Regions from separate parts of the Zea mays genome. Here all the other regions are linked to region 3. Evidence: chromatin contacts called from public Hi-C data. All regions are on one chromosome and are shown on one strand. Each heading gives the region's core, a stretch centred on a gene start, on an enhancer-like site or on the middle of the called end of the contact. The rest is flanking DNA. Distances are from core to core; before and after follow the strand shown.

The links. A called contact is a pair of places that touch in the nucleus more often than the background predicts.
Region 1: a contact with region 3 is called in a Hi-C map of leaf, with 10 times the contacts expected there. The contact joins the promoter of LOC103649967 here to the promoter of LOC542533 in region 3. A contact is called at or near these places in 3 of 25 Hi-C or Micro-C datasets (ear, leaf and tassel).
Region 2: a contact with region 3 is called in a Hi-C map of tassel, with 7 times the contacts expected there. The contact joins the promoter of LOC103649968 here to the promoter of LOC542533 in region 3. A contact is called at or near these places in 4 of 25 Hi-C or Micro-C datasets (ear, leaf and tassel).

The regions. Positions count from the first base shown.
Region 1 is chr3:38,271,198-38,274,865 of Zm-B73-REFERENCE-NAM-5.0, forward strand. LOC103649967 (NAC domain-containing protein 74) reads right to left here and starts at 2,075. Exons shown (of 5, transcript XM_035966187.1): 1 at 1,588-2,075; 2 at 520-695; 3 at 1-149. The coding sequence starts at 685.
Region 2 is chr3:38,390,644-38,394,174 of Zm-B73-REFERENCE-NAM-5.0, forward strand. LOC103649968 reads right to left here and starts at 2,076. Exons shown (of 12, transcript XM_008675662.3): 1 at 1,085-2,076; 2 at 207-988. The coding sequence starts at 1,864.
Region 3 is chr3:38,646,926-38,650,869 of Zm-B73-REFERENCE-NAM-5.0, forward strand. It overlaps LOC542533 (calmodulin 2), which reads left to right and starts at 2,302. Exons shown (of 2, transcript NM_001112077.2): 1 at 2,302-2,561. The coding sequence starts at 2,486.

The DNA.
Region 1 (3,668 bases), core at 825-3,324, 380 kb before region 3:
CTTGTTCAGCTTTATGGCTCGGTCCTTCCCAGTTGATTTCCAGTAACCAGCTAGTGTTGCTCTGTTTGACCTAGAGCCAGTAGGGTACTTCCTGTCACGAGAGGCAAAGAAATGCCACTTGTTGTCCTTGATTGGAAGATTGCACTTTGCTGCAAATACAATCAGAACTCAGAAGATCAGGAAACATGAGGATATGAGCCATGCAATAGGAGAGAACATTTGAATTGCATCCATAAGTGGTGTCCATAGCAGAAAACTTCATCCACAGAGCTAAAGAATATATACTAGATAACGAGGATACAGATTGACAGGGATCACTTTAATGTAAAACAAAAAAATCTGCATCAATTATAGACTTAATTGATAAATATTTTCCGTCTATCTGCCTATGATTCTCAAGAACTTCATAGGATTCAAATTGTTATCACATCTAGGCCCTATAGATAATAACTGAGGTACTTTTTTGGGGGAAGTTATCCATGAACCCAACTAAAAACTATGAAAGTATGATCAACCTACCAGGTAAATCCCATGGTTCATGCTTGTATATATCCACCTCTGGTATAAGATCATATTCAATTTTCTGACCAAGTATTTTCCTCTTGAGATAGTGAGAAACAAGTTCTATATCAGAAGGATGGAATCCAAATCCTGGTGGCAGGTGCATATCACGCAGTACTTCCATTTTACAATGTCTGCATTAACCACAAAACACAAACAAAAGCACAAGCATGATCAGAACCAGAACAATTCAAAAGTATGGATTCTCAAACGATAGATGTAAACAATCATGCCTAGAAATGCAGAAGATATATTGATCAGTCAAATGATCTATGATAAACAACCATGCCAGCAAAGGCAGAATATATTTTGAGCTCATTAACTCTTCCAGTAGAAGAAATTCTTTGAGGGCTTTACTCTCAAAACAAAGCAGAAATTTCTAAAGCGTTACAACAACAACAACAAAAAGGATTTGAGTTCTTGGAGCTATATGGCAAAGTAAAATTTTGCTAGTGGAACAAAATCCATCAAAGCATATACTAAAAAAAACAAAGGTAGTTCCACAATTCCAGTCCCACGAAACACAAAAGGACAAACTGCATCATTTTCAAACATGGAGGCATTTTTCAGCATATAGTGTAACAAAAACAAAATACTGAAGATAGACAACAAGAAAATTCTAAAGATAGACAAAAGAACCCAGATAAGCAGAACCTTCTGCAAATTCGGTCGAGGAGCTCAAAATCCGCCCACAAAAGCAGAACCCTCCTGCTCCTTCCCACTGCCAGAATGCAATCGAAGGCAAGAAAAGAAGACATTGGACACGATCGAGATACGCCAGAATCCCCGTTTCATGTGACATCTCAGGACCCGTGATTTCGCACAGAAGAAGAAGAATAATAACACCCAGCCTAGTGACCACGGCGTCAATCAGAGCCAAACCCCTTCTTCAGGACGTCATAGGAAATTCCCCGTTGACGAAAAAAAAAGCATCGACCTAGGATCGGCACCCGAAACCTTAACCGACCAAAGAAACGCAACGAATCCTAACTAAGCGAGTGCGCGATCAGCAGATATCACACCCACCCTAAGCGAATCCACCACCATCGTGGCCGCACCACCGCACACGCCGCGCAGTCGCACCCCGAGCGCCAGGGACGCGTAGAACAGATAAACGCCCAACAAAAACACCGCACACCGACCAGGGCACCAGCACCAGACGAACAGAAACGGCACGTCGAGGCCGACGACGGGATCGGCTCACCTCTCCGGAGCCCAGGTGCCCGCACGGCCGATCGCGCCCGACCGGCGCCCCGCGTAACCACCAGGACGGCGCCGCCGTGCGGGGAAGAGGAGCCTGGAGGGGGCACAGCGAAGAGCTCGAGGGCGGTGTTCGGCCCAGCGGACGAGTCAAGGCTGGGAGTGGCGGCACTGGGTGGGGGAAGCGTCAGAGGTAGGGTGGTGGGGAGCGAGTAGTAGGGGAGGGCGATTGGGCGAGATGGACGAAGCAGCCAGGAAGCTGTGGGTGCACTGCTTGTCTGCGTGGGGGCTGCGTGCGCCCGCGTCTTTAACTATACGCGCTGGCTACGCGGGGCTGGGTCGTTTCGTTTGCTTAGCGCGGGCGTCCTGAGTCCTGACCAAGTCGCCGAGTAGCTGGATGGATTGGACGGCAGGATGTGTGAGTGAGGTCGTGGTCGTTGGCCTGCGGCTCGTTGGATGCGATTCGGACGCATCCGGTTCCAAGTGCCGCTGCTGGCTCGCTGCCAGGTGGGGACGCCGCACTGGACTTGTCTTGTGGAGCAAGCCTTCCCTGTGTTCCTCCCTCGGCGCTCGTGCCGCCAGTGTTGTCTGAACTCGGCTCACCACTCGTACCGGTGGGAGATGGCCGGTTCAAACTGTTGAGAAACGCCAAAGAAGTCGCATGTCATAGAACCAGTGATTTCAAGTCGTCCGACTAATCGTGATTAGTCGGGCTAGTCGGTATTTTGTGCACGATTTGGCGGACGACTCGACTAGACAGCCTAGTCGTTCTGGTCGTCCGACTAATCGTCGACTAGATCGACTAGTCGTCCGATTTGTGTGATCTGGTCGTCCTGGCTAGGGTTCAGTTATTGGGTCTTTTTTAGCCCATCTATAGTGACTACAAGTCTCCTTTCCTCTCCTATTCTACCCTAGCCGCCAAACACTGGCTCCCTGGCCTGGCCAACGTCTCCTCTCTTGCGCCCCCTGCCTCTCCCTTCTCTTGCACTGCGCCACTGCCCCTGCGTCCCTGCCCCTCCTCCTAGACACCGGCGGGCGGCGGCACAGCCGGCGGGCAGCGGCACAGCAGCCTGCGTCCCTGCCCCTCCTGGAGTCCTGCAGCGGCTGTGGCTACAAACCAGTGGCGAGATGAGCACATCATCTGAAGGTTTCTCCTGCTCCCTCCACTTTTCTTCCTTCTTTGTACTGCATGTAGTGGATGGTTGCTGACTTGCTGTTGTCCCTCCTGCTCCCCCAATTCAACCAATGCTGTGTTGCTGGCCTGCTGCCCTATACAGAATTTGTTGCTGGCCGTGCACAAGTGGAAGTTATTATGAATAATGTAGAATCATCAGCCGCATCAGGTGGTGCTCCTGGTTCAGCAGCTTCTGCTACTTTAGACTCTGCTGCTTTTGTTGAAAAGGCTATAGCAGCACTTCCACCAGAGCTTGCATCCCAAGCTGTTGACGTGAAGAGGAAAGCCAAATCACAAGACCCAGGATGGAAATATGGTTGGTGGCCAGATTCTACAAAGAAGGACTTTGTGCAGTGCATTTTCTGTAGGAAGATCATCCCTTCTGGGATAAAAAGGTTCAAGCAACATCTCGCTGGAGGTTTTGGTGATACAATGAAGTGTGGTAGTGTGCCTGAATTGGTTTCAAAAGAGATGCTTGCTTACCTAAGGAAGAATGCAAGGTCTTTGGTTGTGAATGTGGATGAAGATGGTGGAGAAGATGAAAGTGAAGGTAAAAAAAGAACAAGTTGCAGCTGAACCAAGTTCTGGGACTAAGGTTAAGCAAGCGAAGAAGAAGATAAATCAGTCAGCCATTAGTGCATTTGTTGTTTCAGCACCACCAAAACCACAAACTCAGAAGCACTCTAAGTCAGTGAGTTCTATGCTTTGCAAGACACCAGAAGAAGTGGTTGCT
Region 2 (3,531 bases), core at 826-3,325, 260 kb before region 3:
ATCAATATTTCGAAGTAGAGATAACAAAAAAAAATATAACCAACAAACCAATTGCTGAACTGTAAGAAGTCTATATAACCGAACTTCTAAATGGCTTCACAAGGTGTTCTGCCACTACTTGAATAATTTGAGTGGTTCAACCCTTGCAGAAGTGCATCCTAGCTAAATAAGTTGAAGGGTGACACAAGAGTAGGTCATGCAGGTACCTTAATCGCCATGTTTCACAATTGTCATGGTCTCCAAAGTTTTCTGATGTTGAGCATCTGGCTCCTCTGCTGATTGCAACCCTGTTAGGTTCTATTTTGTTGTATTCAGTCCACTTGGCAGCTAAATCCACACATTGCTGACTTCCTGAGACTTCTGAGCATGCGAGTCCAATGGCGGATGAAGGGAGACTTTGAATAGAGCTAGCATGATTACCCATTCCTCCACTTTTTTTCTTGTTATGTCGTCTTTGCGGGTGCAACATGCTTTGATGGAAAGTTGATGCAGAAAATATGAAATCGGATTGACCAGAATGTTCCGTATTTGCTGCAGACGTAAACTCTGCTTCAGCATGCCCACTTTCTGTTGTTTGCAAAGAGCTACTGGCTTCTTTCAAATTTAACTTTTCTTCAGGAGACACTTTTTTAGAACAATGCCCGCTTCTTGAGACTGATTCAAAAGAAGCTTGGTTTGCTGAGGACTTATTTGGCATAAAAGCTCCTCTGTTCATGCCCATACCCTTAACCCCTCCTTTGTTCCTATATGGTACATTTTGGTCGTCAAAGGTGAAAGATTTCTCATCAAATGGCTGACATTCAACAAGTTCTGAGGCTGGTACTACTTCAATATTGCAAGGCACCTTTATGGAAGAAACCGTCACGATCCCATCTTCAGATCCAAAGCTAGAGGTTATAGTATCCGGTGTTTCCACCGTGGTAGAAATTTCACAAGGTTCCGAACCTGGAAGATCATTGTCACTTGAACCAAACACATGCTTTGCATCCTGCAAAATGAACTTGATGCAATTTCCATCTTTAGAAACTGAAGTATTTAGCTGTTCAGAGTTACATGTTACAGTTTCTTTATCAGCTGAATGTACCTTACTGGTATTAGTTTGAGTTGCATTGGTAGCGAAGCTATTGGACCCAGCATGTCCACCAAAAACAAAGAAATCATGGTGGGCATTAGCATCATGTCCAGAATTTCTACTTTGATCCACAGAATCTTGAATGGGCAAGCTGTCCCCTCTCTTTGCAAATTCAATGGGAGCATTCTCATCAGTGCGGGTTGGTGAAGCTAATGATCGCATCCCCACACTCTCGCATTGTATGGTTTGAGACGGGACTCCACGTTCTTCATCGAGGTGCTCAGTCTGATGGTGAATAGAATCCAGAGAGAAGCCCTCATACAAAGTGGAACTGCATCCACGGGCCCCAAAGCGACCACCGGAGTCTGTCACTGGAAGCGTACCTTCTCCTCCGGGAGCGTCAATGTCGCTTGGCCTGCCAGAACCGTCCAACGCGAACCTGTGAACTGCGTACGAAAGTTCAGCCAACGATGCCTCACCGGATCCAGACGAGAAGCTCCTCCTCATCTCCGGCGCACCGGCCACGCCGCTCCCGAACACAAAGTTGGCGTCGCGAGAGGCGCTCCAGGAGGCCACGGAAGGATAACGCTCCTGCTGGGAAAAGGCGGAGGCCGAAGGACGGCGCGGGAGATCGATCCCGGAGCGCCAGCTCCCGGCGGTGGGGTGGTCCGACCGGAAGGGCGCGGCATGGCGCCGCGTCCTCGCGGCGCGGGGCCTGGGGCTTGAGGCAGCCGGGATGGTGGGGAACGGGGCAGAGGCGGAGATAGAGAGCTGATCGGGCGCGGGATCCATCGGTGGCAAGGCGCGGACGTGCAGCTCTGGGTGGAGGAGGAAGAATTACAGCGGCGGCACGCCGGGGGAGCGGGCGGCGTTCTCCGGCTGGGCTGACCGGTGGGTCATTGTAGGAACAGAGAGAGAAGCGGTGGGTGGGGCCGTCGGGGTGGGGAGAATTGATCTGATCCCATGCGGTTGGGTTTGAATATCTGGAGAGGCCAGCAAAAGGCAGAAAAGAACGATCGTGCTGGCACGGACTATTATGGTCACCAACACGCTAATCGCTGTCATGGGATCCCACTTCCGTCAGCAATTTACAATCTAATCATCTAACCACGGATAAGGTCCATTTTTTCCACTTGCTAAAGTTTAGACCCTATTTGGAAACGAAATTTTCTCGTATCACAATATTTCAATGACATGGTATACAATATATTGTGACACGATACTATAATTTTAGTAAAATCAAAATATTTCTTCATATATAGCATTATTCGGTACCACACTTTTTGGCTTATATAAATAAGCAAGATACAGCTTATGAAAGGCTGCACTTCAAATAAGTTTGTTGTGATCGGCAAAACAATCAAAAGTAGTTCCAGCGAACACTTTTTTCAGAGATACACTCGAAATTCCATTTCATAACTGAATTCTTTTGTAATAAAACTCGTATGAAATCGGAGTTCGCTGTTCTAACCTCTAGTTCATGTCACACATCACAGCTACATTATTCTGTCTACTTTCTTAGTATTGTGTGGCTCAAGTAGCACCTTCAATTCAATCGGTACGTTTTTTCTGTCTTAGAGGGAGTTGGAAGTTTGATAAATTTATTTGTTGGGGACTTGTGCTCAAATGCTAAGAGTTAAGAACAAGGCAACACAAAAAATGTTAAACGTTAAAGTCCTTCGTCCTTCGAAGCATTATTCCACTTGGAATGTAATGATTTTCGGACGAAGGTTATGAAGGACATACCTTCGTAAACATTACATATCATAATGAAGAAGGAATTACATAAAATATAAAAGATAACATAAACAATTATGTATTATCATCAGCTCATTTCTATTTTATTGCTATGAAAAATAGAAATATATCGAGTTACAAATATACCTTTGACTTGAAAGAAGGTAAAAGTACAAACGTGACGCAAAAGTAAATGCAAGTCAGCGTGAACAGTACAGGGTTACTGTTCATCTATTTATAGGCACAGGACACAACTCATGTAAAATTACACCTATGCCCTTTACATCTGCTAATAACTCTATAATAATTCATCGAGGTCTAAATAGTCTTTTCATCTTTAAGTCAGTTTCCCTTTCCGCTATCGTGTCGAAGCTCTTCTACACACAGCTTTGGCTCCGCGCCATCCTTCGTACCCCTTCTGTGCTTCTTCACGTTGTGGTTTTAACTCAGGTCCGAAGATATCTGTTCACACATTGTACTCCAGAAATATTGTTAAATCATGTTTTTGAGGACCTTCGGAAGCCGAAGGCCCCCAACAGTAGCCCCTCGCAATATTAATTTGTTAGAATGATAAATTCAGATTGTGATATGGACGAAGGCTCCGAGCCGAAGGTCCGAAAAAACACCTTCCCTTTGCTAGAATAGCCACAGCCACTGACAAGCGGGACCCTTCAGTTTTCGACGTACTCGGCATATAAATAAGAGCACATCGCGGATTCATT
Region 3 (3,944 bases), core at 1,052-3,551:
AGTTGGTTGTGTACAGCCAAGAGGCTGTTTCGGTCTGGGGCACCGGACTGTCCGGTGCGCCAGGCTGCCTCGGCCGAAGAGGCCGCTCTCGGGAATTTGCTGACGGCGTACGACTAAAATTCACCGGACTGTCCGGTGAGCCAACGGTCAGCCGGGCCAATGGTCGGCCGCGAAATCTGCGCGCGACACGTGGCCGAGCCAACGGTCGGATGGGGGCACCGGACTGTCCGGTGTGCACCGGACTGTCCGGTGCGCCAACGGCTCCCAGATCTGCAACGGTCGGCTTCGCCATTTAAGGAAAGGAATCGGGCACCGGACACTGTTCGGTGTGCACCCGACTGTCCGGTGCGCCCGAAGACAGAAGGCAAGATCAGCCTTCCAGAACTGCTCTCAACGGCTCCTAGCTGCCTTGGGACTATAAAAGGGACCCCTAGGCGCATGGAGGAGAAAACCAAGCATTCCTACAACATTCCTAAGCACCAAGACATCGATCTCGCGCATTCGTTTCATTGTGATAGCATATAGAGCTCTTGTGGAGTTGTGAACTCTTTAAGTTGTGTTGCGAGCTCTTGTTGCGACTTGTGTGCGTGTTGTTGCTCTGATCTTTTGAAGTATTGTGTGCGTTGCTCATTCCCCCTTGCTCTGTGTTTCTTTGTGAACTTCAATTGTAAGGGCGAGAGGCTCCAAGTTGTGGAGATTCCTCGCAAACGGGATTGAGAAAAAGCAAGCAAAACACCGTGGTATTCAAGTAGGTCTTTGGACCGCTTGAGAGGGGTTGATTGCAACCCTCGTCCGTTGGGACGCCACAACGTGGAGTAGGCAAGCGTTGGTCTTGGCCGAACCACGGGATAAACCACTGTGTCATCTCTGTGATTGATCTTTTGTGGTATTGTGTTTTGTTGAGACTCCTTTCTAGCCACTTGGCAATCATTGTGCTAACACTTAACAAGTTTTTGTGGCTATAAGTTTAAGTTTTTACAGGATCACCTATTCACCCCCCCTCTAGGTGCTCTCAAAAAGGGGAACCGACTTAAAGATGAAAAGCCAAATTAGACCTTAGAGAATTACTATAGAGTTATTGATAAAAGCAAAGGGCATTAATGTAATTTTACATGGGCTGCGTCCCGTGCCTATAAATAGATGAACAGTACTCCCGTACTGTTCACGCTGACTTGGCATTGACATCTCGTTTGTACTCTTACTTTCCTTCAAGCCGAAGGTACATTTGTAATTTGTTATTGTTTATATAAGTAAAATAAATAGAAATAAATTAATAATGATATTCATAGTAATCATGTTATTTTCCGTATTTTATGCATGTCTTTTCTTATCTTTTATTATGATTACGAAGGTATGACTTTCATAACCTTCGTCCGAAGTCCATTATATTCAAGGGGGAATAATGCTTCGAAGAACGAATGGCTTTAATATTTAATATTTTATGTTGTCTTGTTCTTAATTCATAGCATTTGAGAATAAGTCCCCAACACTATTCTTTTTATATAGACTCAATCTAACGCATTACAACGTTTTGTGCTATCTGGATCGGTCTGACACATCTGAGACTTAAATGTACACATATACCCTCATCAACAATTTGGGTCATGCTTTAATGGGATGTGCCTTAACAAGTCGTGTCATGCCGAGACGACTTAAATGTACACATATACCCTCATCAAGGATAAAGATATTGTGGACAACGTTTAGCTCTAGTTGAAACTTGGATGTTTGGTTGTCCAGATAAGTTTAGTTCGTGTCACATCAAATATTTGAATATCAATTATAAATATTAAATATAGACTTAGTTAATTTTAATAAATCCATTCCTTATTTTAGTCTTCATATATGTAATTATTATTTTAATAATTAGACCGTATTTAATATATGTAATTATTATTAAACAATTAATATGACAGGAACTAAATTTTAGTCGGGTGAACCAAACCCCATGACGAGCATGGATTTAGATAATTATTCGGATGTTAATTTTTTTAATTGTGAAAAAATAACATAAAATTTGATATATATAAATTTATATTCTTGTTTTAGCATTGAACCTATTAATATTCACAAAAGTAAACTTTAAATATGTTCTATATTTTTAAAAATTGATATAAAATTTAGATACTGGTACGAAAATATGTTTTTTATAAATAAAATTTTATTCTTTGTATTTTATAATATTATCAATAACGTGACTAAAATTAATCATAATTTCTGTATATATTTATGTATATATTTATGTTAAAATGTTAGATTTATCTGTATAAATCGGATGGAACCGGTGTGGAAGGTGGGACACACGAGTACACGACCACGAGAGACTGGTCGGTCTGCGACTGTCTCTGACCGCTGACCGCACTGTCCTCTGCTTCTGTCTTTCTCTCTCTCCCCTGTCCCCCTTCCAGATTTCCTCCATTCGCGGTTTGCCTCTCTGCCTTCCTGCCTGCTTCCCTCCCTCCGTCAGATCCCCGCTCGGGTTGCCATGGCGGACCAGCTCACCGACGAACAGATCGCCGAGTTCAAGGAGGCCTTCAGCCTCTTCGACAAGGACGGCGACGGTATTCGCCACGCCCCCGCTCTCTCTCTCCCTGTGTCCCGACGTGCGCGGCTTGATGTGGTATAGTAGATTCGCGTCACGGAAGCGACGGGGGATCTCACATGACCACTGGTGTGTCAGTGGCAACTCGCATCAAGCGGATCGCGGGGTAGGTTTTTTTTTGGTCTCGGAGTATCTCGACATGCAGATGCAGATCTCACGCCCTCTTTATCTCCCGCGGGTTATATCACGTTACGACTAGTGCTTGCAATTTCTGAGTCGGATCCCCAACGGGGAGACAAATTGCTTTTGACCCCGGAGCCGCGTGGAGGTGACATATGTGTGATCTTGTGGAAATTTGGACGCAGATCGACCGGATGGCCGGGTGGGTGTAGTACCCGACGATTGGAGGTTCTGTAGAATCCCAGCCAAGGAATCATTCCACATCATGAGAGTTCCCTCATTATGGTAAACCGGCATAGGGATACTAGGAAACATTGAATCATGTGAGGAGGTGGTAGAAAGCATTCGATCGTGTGAGGAGGTGGAACCAGTGCGGGTAGCATGGACATGGTGGCGGCGGATGCTGCTGTCTGCAGCTTGGATGTAGCGCAGGGCGCACTGTTTTGTGATCCTAATTGTGGGAAGTTATGAGAACATGTGGAGTCACTAGTTAGTCGGCAGGAATAGCTTGAAGGTGGTGAACTCTGCAACATGGTGCAATCATATGGCACCATGGGGGTTGTAGGGGCATGATGAGTCACTTGCCAGTGGGCATGTGCATGGCAGGGAAGATGATGTGTGGTGTGTCATCGGCGCAAGGCATATAGAATGAATTAGCAGGTATTGGAGCTAGCCACTGGGTTTCGGTTACATCACGTCGCATTATGATGTAAAGGTGTTAGCACCTTTGATGTTTTGTGGGTAAAAGGTGCAAGTTCCATTAGGCTATGACCAGCAGATCGTGCATATGACCGTGCAAAATACTGTTTTGTACGTAGACTATACTGTTTATAGAGTGAAGTTTGAAATAGTGGATGGGGATGAGTAAGATGCTGGAGATAGCCTTACGAGTTTATGGTTCATCCCCTCACAATTTGTTGTACCGTGATTGTGTGCTCAAAGCGAATTGTTCATTTTACTGTTGGACTAATTGGCAAAAAAAACTTAGAACTATTGCTTTGTGCTAAAGAACTGATGGTTGCAAGATTTGCTAAAGTTAGCAAATTTTGCCATCCACCATTTGCATGTTGTAAGCAAACAACACCATAGGCTTTTGTTCCCCGTCATGCTAATTGATGGGCATGGCTGTAGGAGTAAATGACATCTATATGGATTTATTGCAGAAGTAATACTCCCTCTATTCCAAAAAGAATGCAACTATGGTTGTGTGCCAGTTAAAGAT